Regions from separate parts of the Mus musculus genome. Here region 2 is linked to region 1. The links are chromatin contacts, called in public Hi-C maps. All regions are on one chromosome and are shown on one strand. Each heading gives the region's core, a stretch centred on a gene start, on an enhancer-like site or on the middle of the called end of the contact. The rest is flanking DNA. Distances are from core to core; before and after follow the strand shown. Region 1 holds the start of Scamp2 (secretory carrier membrane protein 2). Region 2 has its middle 28 kb from the start of Sema7a.

The links. Hi-C and Micro-C count contacts between places; a contact is called where the count stands out from the background.
Region 2: a Hi-C map of B cells shows a contact between it and region 1, with 21 read pairs. The contact joins the enhancer-like site here to the promoter of Scamp2 in region 1. A contact is called at or near these places in 1 of 484 Hi-C or Micro-C datasets (B cells) and 1 of 115 datasets of contacts at active chromatin or transcription factors (pancreatic cancer cells).

Annotation. Positions count from the first base shown.
Region 1 is chr9:57,558,708-57,563,487 of GRCm38.p6, forward strand. It overlaps Scamp2 (secretory carrier membrane protein 2), which reads left to right and starts at 2,237. Exons shown (of 9, transcript NM_022813.3): 1 at 2,237-2,403. The coding sequence starts at 2,347.
Region 2 is chr9:57,965,675-57,970,454 of GRCm38.p6, forward strand. No RefSeq gene overlaps it. Among named protein-coding and RNA genes, the nearest start is that of Sema7a, 28 kb to the left of the region's middle. Within about 2 kb of position 2,052, at least 95 of the 459 cell types and tissues checked have an H3K27ac peak or open chromatin away from gene starts, as enhancers often do. A contact at or near this core is called in B cells, where this site is marked.

The DNA of each region.
Region 1 (4,780 bases), core at 987-3,486:
CCTTGGAATTTGTGGGGGCAGTCTCCATATTGGTTATTACCAAGTTTCATTGCTTCTTCACCAACTCAGCATGCTGCTGAGCCTTGGCACTGTAGATGGGGAAGTGAGAGAACCACACTCTACAGACCAGTCTCCTCTCAGGATACAGACAGCTAAGCGTTCTGCCCTTGGACGGTATCTGGAGGGCTCAGGGACAGAGGACAACACGCATTTGAGTCCCTTTTTCATTCTCTCAACTTTAGGATGTTTTCTGGTGGTCCTGAGCCCAGCATAAATGAATAACTAGAACATACATGGGGAGAAGGGTAAGGGAAATTGTTCAGTGGCAACGTGTTTTACTTCCCAAGGCTGCTCACCTGTGTGGTGTATCTTACTTAGCTGAAGGGCAGAACCAGTCTCTGACAGAAGTCTCTGATTTGAGGGTCAGGGTCCTGAGGGAGAGTCTCCAGCTGCAGGGCAGATGAAGACGAATTCTCTCCAGATGTGGAGAGCAGAGTCTGGCTCTTGGTCTCCACTCACATTCTGTCCATTGAGTGTCATGGAGTTCTAGGACTGCGTCTAGTTATCTTGAGTGGGTGATATCGCACTGGGTTCTGGTTATTGAGTGGATATCTGCTTTGGGTGTATTGGGATTCCTGGCTAAGCAATTTTTACATGTCAAAAAGGCTTTTTTTTTGTCTTTACTATTCTCATTGTACATTGGTACTAGTTAGAAGAGACAGCATGTACAAAGGCCATGAGACAAGAGAGAATAGGGAAGTTCCAGGAACTGAAAAGCCACTAAAGAGTAGAATGAAGAAGTGTAGGCAAAAGAAGGGGTGAGAAGAGATGGGGACTACACATTCAAAAAGACTCTGAGGGCAAACTAAACAAGTGGACTTCACACAGCAGAATGGTTTAGGGGTGAGGGTGCTTGCTGCTGTGCCTGGTGACCTGAGTTCAGTCCCTGAAAATCACATAAATGTGGGAGGAGAGAACCAACTCCACATTAGCCCCTAACACATGCGCTCCCATCCACCCCTCATGTGCACACAGCATCACTACTACCACTACAAGAATGACTACTACTACCACCATGACTATTAAAAAAAAAAAAAAAAAAAAAAAAAGCTTAAACGAGATCACTGGGTAGTTCTGAAGTGGACCTGTCAGATTACTGTTGATAAACTCCCCAGGATGTAGAAAGATGATGTCTTCATTGTAAATAGTTTTGTTTGAGATTCTTAGGAAATATCTTGGAAAAGGACATGAACATTCAAGCTTTAAGCCTGATTCATTTTACTCTAACATAAAATATACACATAGTAAAGGAATATTAACTTTATGTCAACAGCCTTTAACAGTAAATGGTAATTATGCTGGAATTTTTTTTTTCTTAGCTGGTGAGAAGAGTATCAATCAGACTCTAGGATGAGAGATTCCTCAAACCTACAAACAATAAAAAGGCAACAAAACCAAGAAAAGCAAACCAACCTGCCAAAAACCCTGGAAAAACAATAACCAAACAACCAAAAGCAAACAAAACAAAACAAACAAACAACCCCCCAAATAAAAACAAAACAAACAAACCAAAACCACAAAAATCAAAAAACCCATCTGGTTGCAACACAAGAATAGACCAATCAGTAGCGCTGTTCTATTCCAGGGTAAGAAACGATTCAAGCTAGATTTCACAGCGGCCCGAAAGACATGGATAAATAAGTTTGTGAGTTTGTGAGTGAATTAACTACCACCTCTAGGATATCTATGAAATCACAGGAGGGTGGAGCCTAAAAGAAATCCTGCTTATCTAGGGCAGGGGTTGATGCAAGGTCTTCCAGCTTTATCCTGGAGCACAGTTGTTCAGATAACTCCTGTTTGACATGTCTCCCCTGTCCTTTTGGTCCGGGACTTGCTCGAACGCCTCAATTTTGCCCTCTAGGAATGAATGCATGATCCTTTCCTGCCAGTCCTTTATTTGGAAGCTCAAAATAAATACACATAGGAAGGAAGACATCAGAAGAGATTCTGCACCGGAGGACTAAGTGGATAGAAGGTTTGGGTATGTAGCTCAAGGCTACACCTATGTCTATTATTCGTGAGACCCTGGATTCTATCCTCAGCATCTCTGGAGATAAAAAGAAAGTGGATGGAGACAGAATGAATAACCTTCGCTTTCTAATAGGCTGGGCAGGGGCGGAACGGACCTTTGTGACGTCCAGGGCCACGCCCCCACAGAGGGCGCTACGCCTGCGCCAGAACGGCTGCCTTGCTCCCGGAAGTGGAGGGTTTACACTGTGTGCCGCTGGGTCTGAGTGACCAAAGGCAGTAGCGCTCGCGGAGATCACCCGCTGGCCCTCGATCACCATGTCGGCCTTCGACACTAACCCCTTCGCGGACCCAGTGGACGTAAACCCCTTCCAGGTAGAACCCCCAATTCTCAGATTTCTTTAGGGAAAAGGGCTGCGGCCTGGGCCTCTTTCGCCAGAGCCGGGGACGTGGCGTAGGAGGGACGGATCACCTGTCCAATGGGAGAGCGGTATCTGAAGGCTGGCCTATCATAGTTTGTATGGAGGCGGGACTTTGCAACAGGTGGAACTGCGGCAAGGGGGCGGGGCGCTGTAAAGAAGTGGGCACTTAGAGCACCCCGGGTTGTAGCCCATCCGACCGGCCTCTGCTGGAGAAAAGGGCCAAGCACGCGCTTATCCTGGGGAGGTGTCTTAGAGTCAGAAAGGGAAGCAAAATGTTGCTGTGCCATTTCTACAGTCTTGGGGGATCTACCTGTATTGAGTCATCCTAGGAGAAAGGCTCATTGAAACATAATGAGGAAGTAGAAGTCTGTTGGGGTGGAGAAATGTGGAGATAACCCAACACCTAACAGCAACAGCAGTAGCGAAGCAAGCATCTAAAGTACAGGAGAGTCCCTAGTGTTTATCAAGAAGGCTGAGAGAGGGTAGGAAGAGAGGCCAAGCCAGAAAATTACTTATTGGCCAAGCACTTTGTTTGGATTGAGTTTGGGCCACACACTTTGAGGAGAGGGAGGTGAAGGAGCTTGGAGCCCAAGGTACACGGGTCTGACAAATCTGCATGGGTGGTTACCGGCCTGACCTTTGGAACTTTGAAAGAATACAACAGTCTTCGGACCTAAGCCAAAACCTTCGCGTGGAGAACGCAGAGATGCCCAGTTGTCTATGTTGAAGAACTGGAACTCCTTTTAGTGCCAAGGCGCGTTCTACTTCTCCTTTCATGTCTGCCCGAAACCAGTTTGAGGGACGCATGCTTGTGATGACTGGGGATTTATGAGCGCAGCTGTTCCTCCGGTGTTAGTATGTCACCAAGCTCTTGAATTCGTCTTGCTGGTGCTTTATTTTGGTCCTCTACAGCTTCAGCATTTCCTGAAGGTGTTGGAGAAGTCCACTGAGCTTTTCCAGGGTGGGTCCTTCCAAGGGTGGGAGCAAAGCAAAGGCGCCTTGAACTAGATGGTTATACACTCAGGGAGTAGAGTATGACCATCTTCTCTTTTGAAGTTTTGCAGTAATGGGATTGAACCAGAGCTTTGTTCGTTCTAGGCAAATCCTCCACCGCTGTGCATATTGGGTAACACTGAGCCCTTGGATTATTTATAACAGGATCTCTTCATCTAACACAGCCTGGCTCTGAACGCCCTATGTGTCTGTCACATGGTGGTCTTGAACTTGGGGTCCTTCCTCTACCTCCCAAGTGCAGCCATAACTAGCTCGAGCCACCACACCCAGCCAGGCCGAGAGTGGAAATTTTATGCTTCTTTCCCAAGGTGACCTAGCTGATAGGAACCCTTGGGCAGATTTTGGTAGTTGATTCCTTGCTACACTGGGGAGTTTAGAATATATTCTTGTAGCTTAATGCTTCTTGACAGAGCCTTTGCAGGGAACATGTCTCTTACATAAGGCAAACGTTTGCCTCTATTAGTTTAGTGAGGAGAAGAGTATTTGCATTTTTCCTGTTGCTGTCTTCTGCTAACTCCTTTGATTTAATGATAGATTGTTTTATAGTACTGGGGTTCTGTTATGTATAGCAAAAGTCCAGCAGTCTCTGGGAGTGTGTGGTATATATGATGTTCCTCTGTCCGGTTATAGTCTGTCAGAATTAGAAATGCTTTGCTGCTCTCAGGGTCAGCCAGCTGCCCCACTTTGCGGCAGATCTTCTCCAGGGATAACAGAGGGCAGGATTGGGCTGCCCTGGATTAGGAGTAGCTCCTTGAAAGTCTTAAAGTTCATCTCTGGCCTCAGAAATGACTGGGCAAAGTGTGAGTAACTTTAGAAGTAACAAAGCAAGGTCTGCATTGCAGTCAAGTAAGACAGTTTGTCCAGGCAGTCTCAGGAGATGGCAGGACAGGAAGCAGCTTTTGGCTTGCAAACCGGCAACATCTGGAGGGGAATCCTGTGTGGAAAGAAGAGGGCTTGGCTGATGGTGATACACTCCCCCTCATACTGGAATGACTGTTCATCCTTGGCAGGAAGCGGTGTGAGGAGAGGCAGCCTTGTATCTGATGCTGGAGCCCCTTCTGGTCAGAGCTGCCCTCCCTTCCTTTAGGAGAGTGTGAGCTGCTTCCCTATTGCCAGGGCTGGGGCACTGGGAGGGCGTAGGCCTTGGGTGACTAGGTGTGAGTCCTCAGCTTCATTTACTCAGGGTGTTGGCTCAGCGCTCAGGAGAGAGCAGGTGGGGAGGTGACAGACTCAAACTGTCACACCTAGTGAGTCTGGAGAACAGCTTTTCTTTTCTTTTTTTTCCTTTTCCTTTTCTGTCATACCATATCATGGTG
Region 2 (4,780 bases), core at 802-3,301, 410 kb after region 1:
CTTACCTGCTTCAACCAAAACACCACACTCCTCCTTTGGTGTTCAGAACTCCTTCCGAAGCCTAATTTTAGTCTGCCATTATCTAGCCGAAGAAGAAAATGGAGCCATCCCAGCTAGGGTGGGTGATCCCGGTGAGGGTGCCAGACAGGAGGTCTGTGGGTGTGGGCTTGTGGAAAGCAATCTGAAACAGCTAAATCAGCCTCAGGAAGTTCTTTCGTGTTGGTATTGGTTAGCTAGGGAGAAAGAAACTTTGGGGAGAAAATAAACATATTGTCAGGGTCACCAGTGGCAGTGAGCCAGCCCCACAAAGGGAATGACACAGGACCACATCCCGGAGGCAGTTGGTGCCAGAACCGCTGGCCTTGACCCTGACAAGGGTTCTGCACTTAGACAGGCAGTTGCTCCAGGTTAAGCAGAGTAAATGGTCTTAGAGAGGCACAGAGAAGGGACCATCTTTAAGGTTGGGCCTGCATCACCTTGGACAGACACAGGCCTGTTACTTGACCTAGCTATTGCTCCTGCAGCTACAGATGTCATTTATCAACTGTGGTATTTCTTTCTCCTGACTCAAATGAGTGTTTTCCTCTACAACTGTACCCTTCTGGGGTCACTGTGCCCTCCAAATGTGACTTACCTGATTTAAGATGTCTAGGAATGGTAAAAGACACACTGGACTTCAAAAAAATCTAAATACGGGACAGGCATTTATCTTAAATTGCTATGTGGACAACACATTGCAATGACAGATTTGGTTTGTTGTTGTTGTTACTATTTTGTTTTATTTGAGGTGTGTCTGACTGTGTAGCCCTGGCCTGGAACTCACCATATGTACCACTCTGGCCTCAAACAGAGACTGCTTACCTCTGCCTCCCAAGTGCTAAGATTAAAGGCATGTGCCACTACACCCGGCTATTTTTAAAATCCATTTTTTTTTTTGTTATGGATACATGTATACACCTTCGTGACTTCATGTGCTCCTTGTGTTCCGGTGCCCTGGAAGCCAGAGGGTGTTGGATCTCCAGGAGCTGGAGTTACGGGTAGTTGTGAACTGCCTGATATGGGTACCGGGTGAGGACCCACGTCCTATAAGAAAACAGTGAGTGCTCTTAAATTCTGAGCCACCTCTCCAGCCTCCCCCGTCCCTCACAATCTATTTGTTTTATTTTATTTTTGAGACAGAGTTGCACTGTGTAACTTTGATAGGTCTGAAACACACCCCACATAGACCTTGAACTCACAGAGGCTCCTTCTGTTGCTGCTGCAGGCTGCTGGGATTACAAATCTATGTCTCTGCACCCAGCTAATTTCACCCATTTAAAAAACAAAACAAAACAAGACAAAACAAAACAAGACAAAACAAAACCTTTTTCCTAATGTGGCTTACTAGAAAATTTATAATTATCTCTGTAGCTCAATATCACATTTCTACTGGCCAGCACAGAGCGTGGAGAATTTTGTCTTGTTCCCAAATGAATCTCCAGCAGTTAGAACAGTGTGGGACATATAGTAGGTGTTCAGTAAGATGGTCACAGATGGAATGAGGGAGCCCATGTTCTGCAGGGAGAGACCAGTTCACCCAGTGGAACATAGTTGTTGTTCGGAGCCCATGTGGATCTTCCACCACTGGGTTGCTGCCCCCATCGGTGCTTTTTAGCTTGTAGCTCTTCTGCCACTCAGAAGGGCAGCTCAAGGGGGACCTGGATGCCTGGGTGAATGCCCTGCTCCCTTGAGAGTTTTCTAAGAGGGGACTTTCAATTCCTTCTGCTCAGGAAGCCGGGCAGCTTGCAAATGGTATGGAAATCACCTCTCCACACAATGTTTGCATAGGGGGTTGATGGAGATGTGTCCAGTCCACTTTCTGTCCCCCAACACCGGTCCCTAGGGGCAAAAGAGGAAACTCTGAAGGCCTTGAGGTCCTGGTGGGGTGATGGTGACTTACAGGGGAATGGGCCACCTTAGTCTTTCCCCAGTGAACAAAGCCTTATAGCCTGGAGCATCCTTGTCTCTCAAATCGAACAGGAGCCTAAAAATAGTCTGCAGTTCCAGCCTCCCCCACAGCCACCCGCGCCAAGCCGGGCCCGCGCCCGCCAGCTCCTCCGCAATCCAGACTGTCTGCACAATCTGCCCAAGCCACTGGCCGGCTCCTCTGTGTCCTGGCCCTGGGGACCCTGAGTCAGCACTCCTCTCTTCGGCCTGCTGAGGTCTGCCTCCTGTTCTGCCCACCCAAACAAACTGAGCCCACTGGTTCCTGGGCTTCCAGATAATGGTGACCTAGCCACTTGGTTCTCGTGGGGACTTAGGCAAACTGCAGGTCTCCAGGCAATGGAAGCTTTGGGCAAAGCCGAGAGCTTGCGAGAGAGCCTGCAGCATGTGGCAGAGAGTAGGAGCCACTGGGGTTACGTGGGGATGATTAAGAAGGATTCAGGAGAGGTATGAGACCAGCGATGGCAGTTGGCTCCATCCTACATACAGACTCCTCTGGGTAGAGCGGCATCTCTGTCCAGCCATTCATATTTCATGCTGCACTTAGGAGTGTCTCCCTATTTTAGGGCTTCCACACTTTTCGGTAAGAAGTCCTATGTCTTCCTGCCTTGAAATTCTTGGACTTTCCATCTTCTGGGCACTGCAGGGAAAAGGGAGGCCTGTTCTCATAGGCCCAGTGAGGGTAAGTCCTTTGTTTTAGATGTGGGACCAGGGCTCCATGTCCTGATTCCCAGCCTGGAGCCCTCCTCCAGCTCTGGTCATGGTTGCTGGGTACTGTAAGGAGCACATCAAGTTTGACCTATAGGGCTTAGAGGTTCACTCTTGAGAGAGCTTTCCTGTGGCAAAAATGAGTGAGCAGGTGACACAGCAGAAGTGTGAGTTCCCCCATGCTCCCTGCTGCAGGAAGTGGGCCGGCAGAAGCCACAATCACCTTCCTCTCCCCGGGACAGCTTTAGGGGACGCCAAGAGGAAGACACTGAGATCCTGGGATGGTTCTTCCTATGGCCGGCGCCAGAATTCTATTAACAAAGCCCCGTCTTACCGTGTCATTTCCCAGTAGCCCTTGGAGGCAGAGTCATGGTGTAGATTCTACAGTCCGCCATTAGACAGACAGGGAGAGGATGCCCTGGAGAACCAGTCTCATGCCCAGAATTACCTGATCTTTAGAGCCAGGCCTAGAAGCCAGGGCTCCTGACTGCCTGTTCCCGCCTACACACAGCCCCCTCCCCCAAGAAAGCAGGGGTGGGCAGAATCTAGAGGGTTCCCATCAAGGTGAAGGTGTCGGGGGTGGGGTGGGACATTTCAAAACCTTGAGGTTTTCTCACCTCCATGTCACCTCTGCTTCTTAGCAGATGTGAGACCTTTTCACTGTGCACATTGGCCTCTTGGGATAGGCCAGATAGTTTTAGGACCTTTGCCCCTGGCTCTGAGTGTCTCTGTCTCCCAGCTGCCTCAGGAGCCCTGACTCACTCTGCATCCTGCATGACTAGGGCTCTATCTAGTCTTCATTTCTTTTTCTGTTGCTGTGAAGAAATATTCTGACAAAAGCAATTTTAGGGAGATAAAGTTTACTCCGGCTCAAAGTTTAAGGATTAACGTTCATTGTGACCAAGAATTCAAAGGGTAGCGGGAGCCTGGATCAGTTGGTGGCATTGAGTAACACACTCAAGAGGCAAAGAGCGGTGATCAGATACTGTCCCAGAGTCCTCTCTCCACTTATCACCTAGGCTCCCCTGACCAGGGCGTGGTCTCACCTCTAATTAACATAGTCTTTCCTCATTAATTAATCTCATTTCCATTCTCCATAGGCATGCCTAGAGGCCCATCTCTCAGATGGTTCTAGATGGTGTCAGGTTGGCAATCCACACCGGCCACCACAGGAACCCAGAGTCACTTCTCAGCTGGGTCAAACTGTAGCCCTAGGAGAGTTTTCAGATTGGGCCTGGGAATGAGGAGGTGTAGGGCCTGTTGCCTAAGCCAGCCCTTCCTGAACTCCACCTGTAGACTCTTGACCTCATCTGGAGACACCCCTACCCCAGGCCTAAGCACAGGCAAAGCAAGAAGATGCAATGGGACCTCTGCCCCCTGTGATCAGAGGCTCGGTTTGCTACTGTCTCAGGCTCATTCTCTCTGTGTGTCCCCCCACCCTCACCCCCGTTTTCTCTTGAGCCTGTTTTCTTGTTTTCACTCACGTGAAACACACATGGGAGAGGAGAGGGGCAGCACACGCTTGCGCACAAGCACACAGGCACCAACATCTGGGCTGCTCACTTGAGTAAACACACAGACATCTGTGCACATGTTCACTTCAGTCTGTCGCCTTTCCAGGGTCCTTGGGGAATGTGTGTGTGTGAAGCTCTCTTTGTATGCTCTCTACTGGGAACTGGAAGACACAGGCTGAGAACACCATTAATACCCAGGGCTTTAGTGGGGAACACTAGGCTGTGGTAACCTGCCAGCAAAGAGAGTCAGGGGTCTCTTGGAAGCAAGCAGAGAAGTAAGCCTTTGCTGGGGGTTTGCTTAGATGTGCTGTAGCCCACCTGAGGCTGGGGCCAGGGGAACACTGGACTACAATCTGCAGGAAGGAAGTCTGACTATGTGTCCCACCCATGGAAGGCTTGGGACTAGATGTCCCCGGGGTGGACAATCTTGATGACTAGGGCTCTGTTTCTGTCCCTGCAGGACAATGGGCCGGATGAGGTCCCGCCAGGTGTTCAGGTTTCCTGGGCGGGCTGGTACTTTCCTGGAATGCCCAACCTTTTTGATGTCCTAGGACTGAAGAGATTTCACGGAAGCA